Linked DNA regions of Rattus norvegicus: region 2 is linked to region 1. A link is a contact called in public Hi-C data. All regions are on one chromosome and are shown on one strand. The core of a region is the stretch at or near the end of the contact, and the rest is flanking DNA. Distances in the headings are between cores, read along the strand shown.

The links. A called contact is a pair of places that touch in the nucleus more often than the background predicts.
Region 2: a contact with region 1 is called in a Hi-C map of psoas muscle, with 2.3 times the contacts expected there. The contact joins two enhancer-like sites. A contact is called at or near these places in 4 of 12 Hi-C or Micro-C datasets (frontal cortex, kidney, prefrontal cortex and 1 more) and 1 of 1 datasets of contacts at active chromatin or transcription factors (oligodendrocytes).

What each region holds. Positions count from the first base shown.
Region 1 is chr3:132,342,449-132,346,058 of GRCr8, forward strand. All of the region lies in intron 1 of Sema6d (semaphorin 6D), which reads left to right. Among named protein-coding and RNA genes, the nearest start is that of Sema6d, 6.9 kb to the left of the region's middle. Within about 2 kb of position 1,918, at least 8 of the 93 cell types and tissues checked have an H3K27ac peak or open chromatin away from gene starts, as enhancers often do.
Region 2 is chr3:132,383,616-132,387,225 of GRCr8, forward strand. It overlaps Sema6d (semaphorin 6D), which reads left to right. Exons shown (of 16, transcript NM_001107768.1): 8 at 107-195; 9 at 890-1,107; 10 at 1,226-1,357; 11 at 1,675-1,830; 12 at 1,916-2,089; 13 at 2,818-2,958; 14 at 3,049-3,126; 15 at 3,479-3,579. Among named protein-coding and RNA genes, the nearest start is that of Sema6d, 48 kb to the left of the region's middle. Within about 2 kb of position 1,921, at least 3 of the 93 cell types and tissues checked have an H3K27ac peak or open chromatin away from gene starts, as enhancers often do.

The sequences.
Region 1 (3,610 bases), core at 668-3,167:
TACCTCACTTGTAACCCCAGGAGTTAGGAACTAGGGAGTTAGGGTCAGACATCCCTTGGGTAGTTGGCAGATAGAAGAAAGGCACTTCTGAAAGCAGTAGACAAAGAAAGAGGGACCACAGAAGTAGTGATTGCATTCCTCACTCTCTGTTCTTGTCCTTGTCGCAAACGTGTTCATTCGGTTTTGACCAAGGATCTGTTCTGCATGAGTCCCTGGAGGAGCACATGATTCCAGAGCGCTAAGCAAACTGTCACAGTAGAATGGGGTGTGTTTTAAGCGCCAGAGAAGATACACCCAGTCCTGTGGAAGCTGAGAAAAGGGAGGTTATTTCTGGCAAGGGTGGTCAGGGAGGGCCCTGTGGGGCCACTGATATTTGAGCTGCTCCTTGAACTAGGTAGGACTTGGACAGGTGGACAGTGAGAGGAGGTGGGGGAGGTGTTGAAAGAGAAGGCATTCCAGGCATAGAGAACAGCTTAGGCAAAGGGCCTGGGGTGGGGTGGGTTTGGGGTCAAGGTCAGTTATCTGCATTTGAGTCCTTACTTACCTCGGACTTGTATTTCAGGTGCACAGTGGCAGTTGGCTGTGCAACCCACAAAGATGTATTGGGTGTCCCTGAGCTGCCAGCCTGGCAGAGTAAGCCATCAGAATGCATGGGATCAATCTGTGACAAGTCAGATTGCTCTATGATGAGTGGTGAGAGCCCCACGTCAGCTGCGGGTGGATCATGTATACACGAACTCAGCAGTGAGGACCCAGCGAGACCTCTGCTCACTGAGATATTGAGCAGAAGCAACTGAGGTTGCTGATTTGTGGGCCTTATCTTTTCTTCTTAACACGAAAAGACTTTAAACGCAGACTCTTCCTTTTCTTTTTTCTTTAAATAGAATGCATGCTTGTATGAGTGTTCTGGAAGGGAAAGAAGATGATGTGGAGACAGGAAATAGAGATGAAATGAGAATAAAAACACTGAAACCATGATAACGAGGTGGGCTGGAGTATAAGGCCCATTTAGATGGCAGCTTCCTGAGGTTGTGACCTGGTTCAAGTCAGCAGAGGGAGAAGCCCGTATGTTCAGCAAGTGTCGTAAATGCACAGTGAGTTTTATCATACTGCAGATAGAGTCTCCCCTGGTGCGCAGACTACATGGCGTGGTTTGAGGCCGGGGCAGCTTATTCCTAACAGAGGAAAAAGACTTGGAAAATTATGACGGCATCCGTTAGGAAGTGAACATTTCCTTTGTGGTTCTGAACTCCCAGGGCAAAGTTTCTGCCTCCAGTGATGGTTCTCTGTGTCATTTCCTCCCTAACACTGTGACTCCCCGCTACCCAGTTCCAAACCTTCCTCCAAGCTAAGTAGGAGCGTGGGTGATTCTCAGCCATTGTTAACCCAGAGGTTAACGTAAATTACAATCAGCACACAGTTAAGTTTAATGGCGAATGTGATAAACTTCAGGGGAGGGAAGACAGAAGTTGTGTGGTGTAGGTATGCTTATTAGAATACATAGGGAAAGTGGAATAAGATGAAAACGGGGATCCGGGGAGGCATTGGGAATGGTCAAGTCAGCTGCTTTCCCATGCCTTGGACCCACCCCGGCTCAGCGTTCCAAGGTGTATTCAGGACTCTCACAGGTTACTGCTTTACATGACAGTCTCAGCGAAGAATGGCTGCCAATTAAACACCAGTCAGAAATTACAAAATAGGTCAGTAGGAGAGGTCCAACCATGAGCAAATCCAATATGGGGAACAAAATTTTTAGGAATATTCCGGTGTCTTAAAACAGAGAGTCCGTTAAGTCTAGTAGTTGATCTGCCGCCCGCACAGGAGCTTGAAGCAAAAGGCACTCTGCTCCCCTGTGCCCAGCCCAGTTGCCTCTAAACCCAGTCTAAAATAAGCCAGCCTGGCTCAGCAGGGCTAATAATAACAGTGCATGCTATGTGTTTGCCCTGCACGGTGGCATTGTGCCTAGCACTTTAAATATGTTGTCTCATTTAATCCTCTCGCCACCCCCGAGAATGTAAGGCTGAGAGCAAGGGGCTGACATATGTGAGTCCTCGCCATGTGCCCGGCACGCAAGCAAATATGCTAAATCATTTGACCAGCGTTCTTGAAGATGGCTACTATTAATAACATACTCATTGTACAGAGGAAGAAACTGAGGCATGGGAGAGTAAGTATGTCCTAGAGTTAAACCACTACTCCGTAGTGAAAGGGGGCAGGGAGAGGGAGCTAGGATCTGTGAGATGAAGTGTAATCTTGAATGAGTTGTGTGATCTTGAACAAGTTACTTAACCTCTCTGAGGCTTAGAAACGGAAGACTGTTCTAGTAGTACCTGTGTCTGAAGACCGTTGTGAGACATTCATGAATTAATATTTGAAGAGGACTTATGATAGCGCTTGGCATGCAGCAGTGTTTTAAATATACCACTGTCTGTTAGGTAAAGATAAATAGAGTCTGGCTCCACAGCCTGTTCTCTTAGTCTTCGTTCTTCGCATCTTGCCGTGTGTGACTCTGGCGCTGCTCTTTGACTAGTGTGTGGCTTGTGACTTCCGCCCCACAGCACCTCCATACACTGGTGACTGGTTCAACCAGGCTGAGAGAGGGATTGTTGCAGGCAGCTGGAGACTGGCCTCAGCCCCTCCGTGCCTCTGTTGAAGAGCTGCAACCGAGACATCTGCTGTTTCAGAGACATGACGTCAGGATCTGGAGTCCACTGCTGGCGCTGTCAAAGGACAGTTGCGAGAATTGGTGTGTGTTCTGTACTGGTGGCTCCTGGCTTGGGGAAACATGCCATACAGCTCAGGCTCACTCCTGAGCCAGTCCACCTATCTGACCCATAACCATGGGCAGACCTCAGACTTTAACATTCATCATTACACAGATTAAAATGCAGATTCCCAGAACCCTAACCCGCCATCAGGCTTACCAGGTTAACTAACGCCTGTTGTCTGTTGACTACTTTGGAGAAAAGAGCCTCCAGTGTAGCCAGAGGATGCCTGATAGGGGCATCTGCTGATGGCCTAGCGTCTGGGGGTGGGGAGTGGGGGTGCAGGTTTCCATGTCAACACATTACTCTATAGTAAGAGGGGTGTGAACAGGCTGCTAGCTAGACATGACCTCTTCCTGCCAGCCTAGGGCATCTCAGTTAGCTTATGAAAGAAAAGAGAAAGCAGTAAAACACTGCGAGCTAAAGAGGTTTATTTTGAAAGACTCTAGTTGGTAAAAGATTTCCTATGTGAGGGGAAAAAAAAACGAGGGAAGAGAAAGAGCCTGACGTATTTCTGCTGACTGGCCTGCATCTTTTCTACTCGGGGCCCTGGGCCAGTATTCCCATCAACAGTCCTTGATGCAATGATAAACTGAGATAAGGGTAATCAAACTTCATGCTTCAGGGCATCAGGTGATTGCCTGCTGTGGTCAGGATGGAATTCTTCCCCCTAGGGCTTTGCACAATTGACTCGACACATTAGACAGAGGTGGTCCCCCCCCCCTCCATGCTTGGGAAAGTGGGGGCTGAGGCCTGGCTGGAAACTCTGGCTGAGCCCACATGGGGAGAAGAGTGTGTCTGGAGCGTGCGACCCCATCACCTCTCGTTATCACCACTTATTGCTA
Region 2 (3,610 bases), core at 671-3,170, 41 kb after region 1:
CCTTACAATCGTGCTCCAAGTGTAGTTATGCAACAGAGCTGGCAGTTGGGGTCTTACACTAATTGAATCGTCCTTTATGAGTGGTTTGTTTTCAATCTCCTTTCAGAACCACACTTTCTTCACGCCATAGAATATGGAAACTATGTCTATTTCTTCTTCAGAGAAATCGCCGTGGAACATAATAACTTAGGCAAGGCAAGTATATGTGCTTGATGTGCACTGTGGACTTAAACTGAATGAAATCCCACCCACTTTGAAAGAGTGACAGGTGCTCTCCTGGGCCGGTTCAAAGCGCTCGCTTCAGTGCGTTTAAGGACGAGTCAGGGAACTGGGTTGCTGATGGTACAGCTAACTGCTGGGAAACACCTCACAATGCCCAGAGTGGGAACAGCTGCCTCCTCAGGCTTTCAAAAGCTTTCATATTTTTATTTCTATCACCATAGAAAGTGGAGGCCTTTTTTCCTCTTTAGAAAGCCATTGATGGTCTCATCCTTTCCAGTGTCAAAGGCAGAATGGAAAATGGGAACCCCTGTTCAATTCGGAGTGTTTCTGTGAAAGCCCATGTGCTCCTTAAGTACTGTCGACTCTTCTACGACCACATTCAAGAACTGTGCATTTTATTAGTCATATGAGGAGCAGTAGACGAAGTCAGAGGCAGAAGCACTGGCGTGATTTTCACTCAGCCAGGAAGACAGATAGCTCAGGTCTCGGGGAGCATGTTTGGCAGCTTGGCAGTACAGGGAGGAGGCGGCTTGTTCCTCTGAGCCAGACATCTCTTTTCCTTTGTTTCCTTTGGTTTCCGTGTGTGTCCCTCCCCTGAGTGGCAGCATTTTGTTCCCCCCCCCCTCTGTGCTCACAGTCTCATGGCTCGGTTCTTGTCTCTGTGCAGGCTGTGTACTCCCGAGTGGCCCGCATTTGTAAAAACGACATGGGTGGCTCACAGCGGGTCCTGGAGAAACACTGGACTTCCTTCCTGAAGGCTCGGCTTAACTGCTCAGTCCCTGGAGATTCCTTTTTCTACTTCGATGTTCTGCAGTCCATCACAGACATCATCCAAATCAATGGCATCCCCACCGTGATCGGGGTCTTCACCACGCAGCTCAACAGGTGGGGACAAGCAGAACCCGAGTCCCCGCCACCCCACGGAGGCTCTGTGCTCCCCGTGGGAACTGGGCATGGCCCCCACTGTCATCCTCGTCCTCATGGTTTTCTTCCCCCTTTACAGCATTCCTGGCTCTGCAGTCTGTGCCTTTAGCATGGACGACATTGAGAAAGTGTTCAAAGGGCGGTTCAAAGAGCAGAAAACCCCAGACTCTGTTTGGACAGCGGTTCCTGAAGACAAAGTACCAAAACCAAGGTAAAGAAAAGACATGAAGGTGTTGGTATTGAACAGCCTCCCTCCCACCAAGAACATTGGAGCCATGTTCTATCTATCTGTCATCCAACTTCCCACCCCAGCAGGCCAATCCTCTGAGACAGGCCTCACAAAGCCAATAAATGTTATCCCTGTGCATGTGGCTGTGCAAAAGCCCATGGAATTCTGGGAAATGGCATCACTCCTCTTGTTTTTCAGCCCCTATTTCCTCTCTCGGCCTCTTCTCAGCAGAATGTGTGCTTACTCCTTAAATCCAGTATGTGAGGGAGAACAATCGAAGGTTTCTGCTTCCTTTTCAGGCCTGGCTGTTGTGCCAAACATGGCCTCGCGGAAGCTTACAAAACCTCCATCGACTTTCCAGATGATACCCTGTCTTTCATCAAGTCCCACCCGCTGATGGACTCCGCTGTCCCACCCATTGCTGATGAGCCCTGGTTCACAAAGACTCGGGTCCGGTGAGACAATAGGCCAGTCTACTCCCACCCATTTCTCTTCCACAGGTCTCCGGATCGGACTGACCTGCCTCTTTTCCTGCTCTAGGTACAGGCTGACAGCCATCGAAGTGGACCGTTCGGCAGGGCCGTACCAAAACTACACAGTCATCTTTGTTGGCTCTGAGGCCGGCGTGGTGCTTAAAGTTTTGGCAAAGACCAGTCCTTTCTCTTTGAACGACAGTGTATTACTCGAAGAGATCGAAGCTTATAACCCAGCCAAGTAAGTATGTTTTGGGAGAACGCTCTTTAGCCCTGCTCAAAAAAATGATGGGTGTCTAGCTTATCTGGCCATTTTTCTTTCAGACTCCTGAATTAGCGATTTTTTTTACATGTTCCATTTGGGTTTTATTTCTTCGTTTATTATTTACCTCCCCCATAGAAGTGCTTTTCAGGATTGTTTGTTTTCCTAAGCCCACTGGGGCCAGGAGGGCGAACAGCTGATGAGTTTAAAAATAAGGCACCCCTCCTTCCTTTCTCACCTGTGAAAACGAGAACATTTTAGCACCGTCTTACCTTGCAGATCTATTTCGGGATGCTGCATGTGGCACAGTTGGTCGTAAGCATGCGCACAGAGAATATTCTCAGAGTTCAGCAAGAGAGTGTGGACGGTTAAAACACATAAGGAGTGAGCGAGGGACGTTGAATACAGGAGACACCCAGAGTCCTCTAGCATGGGAGGATTTAAATGCGTTAGAATGCCATCCTCCTCCTCTCCTAGAATCGAACCAGTCCTTCACAGCCGCAACCCCATTCGAAAGCAATTTTTTTTAAAAAGACCCTTTGTCCAGCTGGAAATGTAACCAGCTACACAAAACCATAGCGCTATATCCCACAATTATAATTTCTCAAATTATAATTTGTTTTGGTTGAGCCGCCAAATTGCACCTCTTACATCGTTGGTGCAGGCTTGACTTCAGTGTATGTCTTCAAAATGTAACCACCAAATAGGTGCAGCGCCGAGAGTGAGGAGGACAGGAAGGTCGTCTCGTTACAGCTGGACAGGGATCACCATGCTTTATACGTGGCCTTCTCCAGCTGCGTGGTCCGCATCCCCCTCAGCCGCTGTGAGCGCTATGGCTCCTGTAAAAAGTAAGCTTCCTTATTCGCTCCTGCTCCCAGGGTGGCTATCCTATGCTGAGGAGGAAAATCTGCATCACGCTTTGTTTGCTTTTTCGGCAGGTCTTGCATTGCATCACGAGACCCGTACTGTGGTTGGTTAAGCCAGGGAGTGTGTGAGAGAGTGACCTTAGGGATGCTGTAAGTACACGAACCACCTAGCCATTTTCTCTCAGGGTATCAACAGCTTAAAAGTATTAAATTCCCAGCTGTACTGCTCTTCCTTTCCTTCCTTTCTTATTCTGGCATGGGGGAAGTTTTTAAAAAGAAGATCTAAAATTTGAGAGGGAAGTGAGGGTTAGGTACAACAACCCTCGAGGGCACTAGACTGTGAAGAGGGAACATCTTATTCTCTTAGGCACCCTAGCTAACCTAACGAGTAACTCGTTGGCAAGTTTGTTGAATTGTTTGCGCGCTCTCTCTCTCTGCTTACTCTCACTAACCAGTCTGTGTTCTTGGCTCTGTCCTGGTTGTCCCTTGTGTCCCTATGAAGGCTGTTAACCGAAGACTTCTTTGCTTTCCATAACCACAGTGCTGGAGGATATGAGCAGGACACCGAGTATGGCAACACGGCCCACCTAGGGGACTGCCACGGTAAGACAGACGCCTCCCTTCCCTCTGGCTG